Regions from separate parts of the Mus musculus genome. Here region 2 is linked to region 1. The links are chromatin contacts, called in public ChIA-PET maps. All regions are on one chromosome and are shown on one strand. The core of a region is the stretch at or near the end of the contact, and the rest is flanking DNA. Distances in the headings are between cores, read along the strand shown.

Evidence for each region. ChIA-PET counts read pairs in DNA pulled down with a chosen protein or histone mark.
Region 2: an RNA polymerase II ChIA-PET map of effector CD8 T cells shows a contact between it and region 1, with 11 read pairs. The contact joins the enhancer-like site here to the promoter of A930018P22Rik in region 1. A contact is called at or near these places in 1 of 15 datasets of contacts at CTCF or cohesin (CD8 T cells), 6 of 484 Hi-C or Micro-C datasets (the C2C12 cell line, CD4 T cells, CD8 central memory T cells and 3 more), 5 of 115 datasets of contacts at active chromatin or transcription factors (CD8 T cells, effector CD8 T cells, embryonic stem cells and 1 more) and 2 of 9 other capture datasets (adipose tissue and liver).

The regions. Positions count from the first base shown.
Region 1 is chr2:104,119,402-104,124,934 of GRCm38.p6, reverse strand. It overlaps A930018P22Rik (RIKEN cDNA A930018P22 gene), which reads right to left and starts at 2,166. Exons shown (of 2, transcript NM_026634.2): 1 at 1,606-2,166; 2 at 189-446. The coding sequence starts at 2,104. The coding sequence ends at 361.
Region 2 is chr2:104,169,306-104,174,192 of GRCm38.p6, reverse strand. The region is part of intron 16 of D430041D05Rik (RIKEN cDNA D430041D05 gene); the gene reads left to right. Among named protein-coding and RNA genes, the nearest start is that of A930018P22Rik, 49 kb to the right of the region's middle. Within about 2 kb of position 1,307, at least 31 of the 459 cell types and tissues checked have an H3K27ac peak or open chromatin away from gene starts, as enhancers often do. A contact at or near this core is called in CD8 T cells, CD8 central memory T cells, Th1 cells and 1 more, where this site is marked.

The DNA.
Region 1 (5,533 bases), core at 917-3,416:
GGACCAGGATTTATTGCCGGGGCTTTGAGTCTCTTGTATACACTGGCCAGCCCAGTATGTCTGGCAGTGATAGTGTTGGGTCCACTCTTTGAGTCACAGGAGACTCTGAATAGCAGGCCAGACAACAACTGCATATCCCATGAAGGAGAGCCCCAGCATCAGCCCAGAGGAAAGAGGCTATAAGATTTACCATGCAAGTGGGCACTGTATGTGAAGTATGTGCTGAGAGCAATGATAACAGTAGTAAATACAGAACAGAAAATAACCATCTTTGAAATGACAACAACTAGGACACATTATCTAAGCACTAACACCTAAGGAGGCAGCTGCCCAGCTCCGGGGGGCGTGGGGGGCAGCTCCTCAGGAGCAGGAGGCCGACTTTCCAGGTTGCCTGCTCATCTTCAGTCCTTGTAATTTTTCATCTTTCAGCGCCTTCAGGAATTTATCTGTAGGAGAGCAAAACAGACTCAGCTGTGGCTGGGTTTTCAGGGTCTTCCTATATAGCTCCAGGTGGCTCTGGAACTCTTGATCCCTCCGCCTCAGCCTCCTAAGTACTGGGATTCCAGGCATGTACCATCTACACCCTGAGAAGCAATTTACTAACTTCCAGAGCAAGATTCTGAGAAGTAATTATGCACGACCCTAAAATCTCCTAGAAGCCCAACCTTATCTAACTCACACATCTGAAAAGGCCATTTCTGGGGACTTTTTCCTCCCGCGGCTATGTATGTCTCCTGCAGAGATGAATTAGAGAGCATCCCAATGACCATGCATACCTACGTGTATCTTTTTTTTCATACTTCACCCCACTATGTGGCAGAGAGGACCAATTTAACCTGTTGTGCTGCAGAGGTGAAATTATCTTTCCAGAGCCATGTGCCTTCCTCTAATAGTCCAATTCAAGCCTTAGAACAGGGGGTGAATCAGGATAGCCTCAGGCTACTAATTCCTGAGCAATTTAATTAGTCCTTCTGGAAATATGGCTGGCTCTAACTGCCTTACTGTCCGCTAGAGAGGCATCTGTTCATATACCAGAGGATTCCTGCTTACATCAGCACTTGTTCTGCTCTGATGTGGATCCCCAAAACCTCAGACTTTAGACCAGATGTCAAAGTCCAAGATCTTGTCCGAGGGTTTGGGGCCCAGGGAAGGGCAGAGGCCAAGGCTCCTCAGTGAATGACTGTGGGGCTTCAAGGTCTGGGCGATTCTTATGATCTCCTTCCACCCACAGACCCAGCTTAAGATTTGAATACTGAAGATTAATGTCTCTAGAGATAGGGAGCCTGTTGTGGGTGGAGCTCTAGATTACAGAAATGTGGTCTTACTGTGTAGGACTGCTAAATTTAAGAAGAGTGTGCTTCAGGTGTGAAGAGTCAGTGTCAAATTACTTCAAGGGCTAGCCCCTAAGGGTTTAAAACTAAAGGGCTTGAATAGCTCAGGTGTGTGGGGAGGCAGGGGTCGGTTGAAATTCAGCACGTGGGGGTCTGAACCTCTGGAGGACAGATATTTGGGGGTGGAACTCCTAGGGCTGGGGTCACATTCTGTTGCCTGACTCTAGGGGGCAATTAAGGCAGCTAGGATTGGGCTCGTTTGGCAGTCACGCACAGCGCTGGGAGTCGAAGCCGTCCCCAGTGATTGTGAGCAGCTCCAGCTCCTTAATCCGGATCTCTAGCTCGCACAGCTCCTCAGGGTGGGAGGCGGATGCGAGCCAGGGGGTCGTGGAGCCGGGGACCAGGGCCGAAGTTGCCATCTCGGGGCCTGGAGGCGGCGAGTAGAAGAAGCGCAGAGGCTCGTAGGGAATAGAAGCCAGGCCGGACGGCCAGGGAGGAGGACACGGGCGCTCGCTGGGGGGACCCAGGCCAGGCGGCGGCGGCGGCACCGTAGCTGGGGGTGCCAGAGGCAGGGATCGGACCCCCGCTACTCCTGCCACCCCGGCCGCCGGCGTCCCGCCCGCCTTCAGCGGCACGAAGAGCTTCTTCCAGATGTTAAAATCGCTCAGCGGAGACGACGAGATGCCCCGGTCGTAGAGCGACGGAAAGTAGAGGGGCGGGGCCGGCCGCTGGCTCATCTTGGGGTTCTGGCTGCCGCGCCGCCCCTTCGGCATCTTTTGAATGGGAGGCTGCGTGAGAGGAACCCCGCGCCGGGAGACGCGCGCCAAAGCCCCGTGTCTAGGAGTTCGGAGATTCCACAGGCCCCGCCCCGACGGAGCGTGGCCCCACCCTTCGCTCTAGCTACGCCCCTAGGAGGCGGAGCTCTGGAGAGCAGAGGCCCCGCCCCACGAGTCAGCTTCGGGCAAAGCTATCGTCCTTGACCTCTTTTGGTGCAGCTGCTGCCCTGCACTACCCGCCCCAAAATAGCCCAGGCACACTTTAGTCTCGGGCCCTAGACTCCTCCCAGAAGCCTTCAATTCTTTTCTGCTGCTAATACTGCACACAGAGTTGGCCGAGGCTGAGAGAGAAATTCAGCTTTCTCCTTTTATCAGGGAGTGGAAAATATTTCCTAACAACCAGACCCTTTGTCCTAGCAATCTTGACTCATTATTTAGAAACTGAAAAAAAATGTGTGGCTGACTTCATTCTCTACAGAGGGAGAAAAGGAAATTTTTCTGGTAAATGTAGAGATGCTATGGAATATTCTGGAAATGGGGAAGCAGTCTGAGTTTGTAATGACCCTGAGGCAAACAACTTTTTTTTTTTTTTTTTATGAAATGCAGTTTAATTCTCTTCTGAACACATAAGTTATCAGGAGCTGACAGGCAGCAAAACACCAAAAGGAAATTATGGGGCCCACCTCAAACACCACACCCATCCCTGAGAACTGGATGTTCTGTCCAAGAGACATGTACAGCTCATTTTTATGAACTATGAGCCAGTAACTAAGGAGAAGTCAATTTCCTTCAGGCTGCTTACTCTTTTAATGATCACCTGCAGGAATGAGCAGGGAGGGTTGGAGGTCATGGAAGCGCAGGCTCAGCTCCGTGAGCGAACTTGTGTATACAGATATGTGCTAAATACATGGGGTGGGGCAGCAAAAGATGGAGTCTGATATCCAGACTGCTAGTCTTGGGCAAGCAGTTTGACTTGGAGGAGAGGCTGGTTGTTTGCTTTTGTGTAACCCAAGTTGGATTAGAACTTCCCATGTGGTCGGCCACATAATTCCAGCAATCCTCTTGTCTCTCTTACCTGGCAGGCGTCAGAGACGAGCATCACCATGCCTAGCATGTCGCTGGACATGTACATGTTTTCTCTCTTTTCCTTTTTAAGTTTTATTGTGTGTGGAACCATGAGTGTGTGTGTGTGTGTGCACTCAGATGCCCACAGAGGTCAGGAGGATATGGGTGCCGGAGACTGTATCAGATCAGGGTCTTCTGCAGGAGCACTCAATGCTCGTACCGGACTAACCCATTTCAATAGCACTGTTTAGTTGTTTGTAAAATAGGTCTGAGCCCCTCCTCCACCTCCTGCATCAAAGAGCAAAGGATATTTTATTACTCAAACAAGAGGAACCTGAGCTAAATGATGAAATATAAAGTAGGTGTGCTCAAGAGCAGCTTTCCCGTTAGTGAAATATTTATATATGTCATCATCTGCCCCTCATCTAGTTGCTTGCAGATGGTCGCTGGTGAACATGGGCACATTCTGGCTTGTGAACCAAAGAGGGCATCTTTCCCTCCCGCTGCATGACCTGTTGTTTTCTCTTTCTAACTCCAATACATTGCCCTCAAGTTCCCTTTTGTGTCTTGCTTTTAAAATTCTTTCATCTGTGACATCAAGAACCTGTTTTTATAAGGGACTCTGTGTCCCACCATGGCAAGGCTACGGCTGTCTTCCTGGCCTCTGATCTTCAAGTCCCTCTTCCTGGCAGCAGGCTGGCTCTTTCTGGAGGTTGTTTGTGCCATAATCTAAGGGCCATGCTATTCTAAGAAACACAAAACAGCCTTTTATTACTAATCTGAATTAACCATTGTGCTGGTGTGGACATGAGGGCTGGGGTACTCCCATCTCCTTCTCAGTTCCCAGTATTTCAGAAAAACGTTCTCAAAAATGCAGTCCAGCCTTTATGTTTGTTTTCTAGGTAGATGTATTTGTGGAGGTAGCAAAAAATAAAATAAAATAAAATTATCAAGTTAACAAACTTGAAGTTTGAGAGTGAGGCCAGTGGAGTAGAGTATAAAGGCAGCTGGAAGCCCAGACACCCATGGAAACCTCATCAACTGAAAACAAAAAGTTGTGCTGACTTTGGTTGGCTTTCTCCAGCTAGGCTCCATGCCCCATGGTTTCCAGAAACTCCAAAAATAGCACCACCAGCTGAAGTCTACCCAGCCTAAAGCAAAGCCTGTATGGCAACCTTAACAGAACTGAAAGCTTGAGAATTACATCTGGAAAGTGCGGAGCCCTATAGTGGGGCAGGATGGACAGTGCGGCCGGTGGCCAGCAGGTGCTGCTGCTTGGTGTCCCAGTGACGGTGTGGTGCGATCCCAATCCTTTTCCTTTGCTTCCTTCACCCACAGAGGCTGGAGAAAATAAACTCTGGCTTTCCCCGTTCCTCTTGCAGCTCACATTCATTCTTGTAACACTTTCTGGTTACAAGATCCAGATCCAACCAGAATATACAAACAAGAAGACAGACAGTGGGGAGTCTTATAAGAATGATTTTAATTTCCTAGTAAGGAAAACTAAAACACGGTTTTCCCGTCATCTCTTTCTGCCTTGGATGCAGTGCCGGAAGGTCTATAGTGACTGTGTTTGTGAGGGAAAGACCCAGGAATACCACCAATATAGAGCAGCCCAATCAGTGTTGGGCAACTGAAACACAGCTAGCAGCTGCTTATTTCTGGATCATGTGCAGCAACAAAACAATCAGATCTGATTGCACTCTCTCTGAAGTTGGGTTGTCTGTAGTTTGTAGCTGAATACTGGAGAAAGGCGCAGTTTCAAGAACAACAGATTTATTTTGTTTCACTAGTCCTCGAATAGCTTCACTTGGCTGACAGACACTCTGGAGGAAAACATGCCCTGTTCTTTACGTTTTTTGTTGTGGGAGTTTTCATTAATAGTTTCCAAAGACTGATATGATGGATGTGATTTCCCAAAAGGTAACAGAAGTTTCTGTTATTAGAAGGGAGGGACCAGAAACCAAGTGACAAGGAGTCAAACCTCCCGTGGCAGCAGGTCCCTTCAGCATAACCAACGATGCCCAGACTTGCTGCTCACAGCCTCCTATAGCACAGGGCTTTGTTCCCATCAGCTACGCCTTTTCACCAGTAACTGTCTCAGCCAAGTCGCTTTGGTTGCAACAGATAGAAACTTGGTCAAATAAGTTAAAAACTCAGAACATGGGAGAAGGGACTAGTAAGGGGAGGACTTATATAATCCCAGGGCAGAGCTGCTTAAACCCAATAGCCTAGCCTGGGAAGTAGGTACCATCTGTGATCTATATCTGTAATCTGCAAATACTTGATGGATTTAGGTATAGGCAATACTATTCATATGGAAAACTGAGAAGAATTCCATGGGCTAGCATGCTTACAGTA
Region 2 (4,887 bases), core at 58-2,557, 50 kb before region 1:
AAGAAAACAGTGTGATTAGAACTGCAGGTGATTGTCCTGTGTGAGGGCAGCAGAGCACCCAAAACCAGGGCCCCTGTGTTCAGGGGAGAAAGAATGGTCTTGATTTCTTCTATAGGTTGTAATCTACCACGAGAAAATTCATAACTACCCCAAACCTTAAATATATGCATATTCTCTATACCAACAATTTCACTTGTGTGAATTTAGCCTAGGGGTAAACACATGGCTATATACAAGTTTAGTCACAAGAATATCTTTTACAGCTTGCTTTATATAGTGAGATATCAGATGACCATCGAAAAGAGTAGGCTATATTAAGTATAATCTTAAAATTCCATATAATATGGTTATGAAATTCTTTAAAATATTTCTTATGAGTGATATTCATTGACATATAATATTATATATAGTACTTATATAATAATAATATATAGACACACAAATGTGTATTTTTTAAGCTTTACATGGGGCTGGAGAGATGGCTCAGCAGTTGAGAGCATTTGCTGTTCTTCCAGCGCCCACATCAGATTGACTTACAACCACCTGGACTCCATTTGCAAAGGTTCCAACACCCTCTTCTGGCCTCTGAGGGCACCTGCATGCATGTGGCATATCCTCACACAGACACACATACATACACATAAATAAAAGTTAAATAAACTTTTTAAAACTTTACATATTTGTATCCATTTACATACATGTGTCCGCTTATTTTCTGTTTATAAAATCGTAATACAGACAGGATATTTTGAAAGAGTATCTAAACCAAAGAACTATGCTAACAGCAGTAATTTGTAAACATCTCTAATCCTCAATTCATATTTTTCATGTGATATCATACTCAGAGGTCATGTTGGTTAGTTTTATGTCGTATTAGCTAGCACAAGCTAGTCATCTGGGAAAAGGGACTCTCGACTGAGAAAGTGTCTCCAGAATGTTGGACTATAGATGAGTCTACTTAGCACTTTCTGAGTTAGTGCTTGATGTGGGCATGCCCAGCTCACTGTGTGTGGTGACAGCTTGGGCAGATGGCCCTGGTTACAACAATAGCAGGCTGAGCACCATCCATAGAGAACAAGCCAGTGTCTGTTATTCCTTCTCTGCTTTCGGTCCTCTCTCCAGGTTTCTGCCTTGAGGGCCTGACCTGACTTCCTTTGATGGTGGGTTGTAAAGTGAAGATCAAGTCAAACGAACCCTTTCCACCAGTTTGCTTTTGGCCATGATATTTATCATAGCAGGAGAACCCCTGACTAAGATGTGGTCCTTTTTAAGTTCTCTCCTTCACACGTCACAGCTACTTTTGTTCTTCTCTAGAAAACGCCTACTTTAAAAACCCTGCAGTCCACACCCTTCCTCTCTCAAGTTTGCTGCCCCCACTTCCTGTTCTCTATCACAAAAACCAGAGGATTTGATGTCGGAGTACGAGTGCCTTAGAAGGGAAGGCTGTCACGGGCAACGTGTCATTCTCTGTTCTGTCTGGGGTCGGGGATTGGAGGTGTTGGGCATTTATGATCTATAACCTCTTCCCTATGCATAGAAACATTTGGAAGGACATACACAGAGGTCACAGTGTTAGCTGTAGTCATTCTGGCAGATTACAATGGGTTTGATTTTCTTTGTTTGGCTTATCTGTGCGTTCTATTTCTTATTATTAGCAGCCATTCCTTCATTGTTTTTTCTCCTTTCAGAATTTCTAAAGTATACTTCGATTAATACACACACACACACACACATACACACACACACACACACACACACAAATAATTTCCCAGGATTTTTCACTAGGAAGTTGAGAAGTAAATACGCTAACTTGCAGGTTAAATAGCCTTAAATATACATTCTCATTCCCAAATACGACTCCAGACAGACTCTGCACTCAAGCCCACCATCAATGTGGGAAGGCTTCATATGTGTATGTCTAAGCATAAGACATCATAAGTGAACAGAAGGGAAGGGAAGGGGCAAGGGCCAAGTAAACCAGTGGTCACAGTACCGCCATCTGAAAATGGACACATCTGTTTTATGTACCTGTGAGGCTAAGCAAGGCAATACATGCGGTAGACTCCTCCTCACAGGGCAAGCATAGCACAGGTCCTCAAGCAAACGTGAACACCCGCTATATGGATTTCTTTCACTTAGCAGCTGATCAATGGCTTCAGACATAGAGCTCTGGATTGAGGGCTATGGATGGCATAACCCAGACGGAACCCCAGAGGAGTTCATAACCCCCAAGGAGCAGTTGGGAACAGCTAACTGCTTATTGACAGATATTGCTGAGAAGCACTTCTGCTTATATAGTGATGCATCTATCCTCATGGTCTCTGAGACAATCTTAGTAATTATTGTATCTCTGTCCTTGTCTCAGAAGACTGTTCCTGCTTTGATCAGAGCACACACCTATGGGATGGGAAAAGTTCTGTTTGTGTGTGTACAGTGGACGAGGGCTTTGTTTGACTTTTCAGTGCCTTATCTTTCTCATCTGTACAATAAAAATAATCATACGTGTTAATATTGCAGTAGGTTATCGTAAGAGTTAAAATGTCAGTGTATGCAAAGCTCTGGGAACAATACCTGGCATGTCAGCTTCTCACCTCTGCCAGCTTATAGTCATTGAAGGATAGTCCTTTGGGGTCAGGTCACAATTTTACTAATTGCTGTCTCCTTAACACAGCCTAAAGAGCAACTAAGGCTGAAAGCGGTATTTGTCCCATTAAAACCAGAACAAGCATGACCCCCTTCTGCAGGCAGAGGGTTTGGAAGGTGTTTCCCTTCCTAGGTGGACATCAGATGACTCAAAGGACTGTGGTGTTAGGAGGGATGTGGCCCTTCCTAGGACAGTTGGAATTCATGAGACAGTGTCTTAGTTGGGGTTTCTGTCGCTGTGACGGAACACCGTGAGCACGGCATCTGGGGGACAAGGGTGTTTATTTTGCCCTACACTTCACGGCCCTGTTCATTACTGAGGGAAGTCAGGGCAGTGTCTACTTCCCTGTACCAAAGGCAGTGCTAACCTTCACTAACCCAATTCAGAGCGGTGCCCTGCTCACCCCCACCACCACCCCACCCCACACATTGCACAGCCCCACCCCAAGGATCTTAAGGAGGAGATGAAGGGTAAGGAGCATTACTAAGACCCTTGCCCTGCCTAACACACAACTCTACATTCACACAATATATTTACTTTTCTGACTACAGATGTGTAACAGTACTGAAAAGTGGCAAAAAGTTAGCTCAGCTCACCTCGGTGACATTAATCTCCTTCCTGGGGGTAATCTGGCACCAAATATCCATTCTGTACTAGGAAGAATTGAAAATGTGGGGAGGAAGGCCATGTGGGGGTAGGAACCAGCATTGATGAGCCCAGAGGACAGTGGGATATGCCCAGGTCAACATGCCCACCGCCGGGCAACTTTGAGCAAATCATTTAATTGCTCTGGCCTCAGATTCCTCTCCTTTACAATGGAGCGTGAATTAAAGACCCTTAGGCTTTGAATTCAACTCCAAATGTTCTCTGCTTTATATAGAAACGTTCTTCTAGAAGTCAGATTCATTATTTAGAGGATATCTCCAAACAAAATCTTAACAGCCGGGTGTGCTGGCTTTTAGGAAACCCACTTCCAGCTTGTTTCTTGGGGCCATTTACTTGGAACATTGTTGGCTCCAGCTGCATATGTAGCAGAGGATGGCCTTGTTGGTCATCAATGGGAGGAGAGGCCCTTGGTCCTGTGAAAGCTCTATGCCCCAGTATAGGGGAATGCCAGGGCCAGGAAGCTGGAGTGGGTGGGTTGGTGAGCAGGGAGAGGGAGGAGGGGATAGGGGGTTTTCAGAGGGAATCAGCATTTGAAATATAAATAAAGAAAATATCTAATAAAAAAGAAAAATAAAAAAGAAAACCCACTTCCCAGACAACGATCAAAAGTCCTTTCTCTAAAACTGCCCCAGTGGCATATGTGTCCTCGTATAAAGGGATAATTTTATGTTCTATCCCATGACCTGCTTTTGTGTATGTTAAAATAAAATAATACTTGAAATTGTTTGCTATTGTTACTATAATTGTTTGCTAACAAACCTAGTCTTAAGGTACATGGAGAGCCTACTTTTGATCTTTAACTACATACAGACAAGTTCTCACTTGGCAACAAGAGTAGACGAGATGCCTAACTTCTTTTTCATGCTGTGTTTTTAATTTATTCACAAATGTATATGTACTAAGTTAATACTAACAAAAAGTAAAAGTGTTTTTACAGCACCATCTTTTTTAGGATTTTTCTTTTTTTCGAGACAGGGTTTTTCTGTATAGCCCTGGCTGTCCTGGAACTCACTCTGTAGACCAGGCTGGCGGAAATCCACCTGCCTCTGCCTCCCAAGTGCTGGAATTAAAGGCTTGCGCTACCACTGCCCAGCCTTTGTTAGGATTTCTATTGCTGTGATAAAACACTGTGACCCAAAGCAAGTTGGGGAGAAAAAGCTTACACATCCATTATTTGAAGTCCATCATTGAAGGAAGTCAGGAACCTGAAGGCAGGAGCTGGGGCAGAGGCCGTGGAGGAGTGCTGCTTACTCCTCTGATCATCATGGCTTGCTTGGGCAGCTCTTTTATAGAACCCATAACCACCAGCCCATGATGGCACCACCCACAATAGGCTGGGCCCTCCCACATTAATCACTAGTTAAGAAAATGCCGTATAGGCTTGTCTATAGCCTGATCTTATAGAAGCATTTTCATATGAGGTTCCCTCCTTTCCGATGACTTTAGCCTGTGTCAAGTTGACATAGAACTATCCGGCACAAACATGAATATAGCATAGCTCTGACGTCTGGGATCTTTGAGAGCAAGACTTACCTGTGTGAATGATACCCACTGATACCTTCCTACAGTATATATTT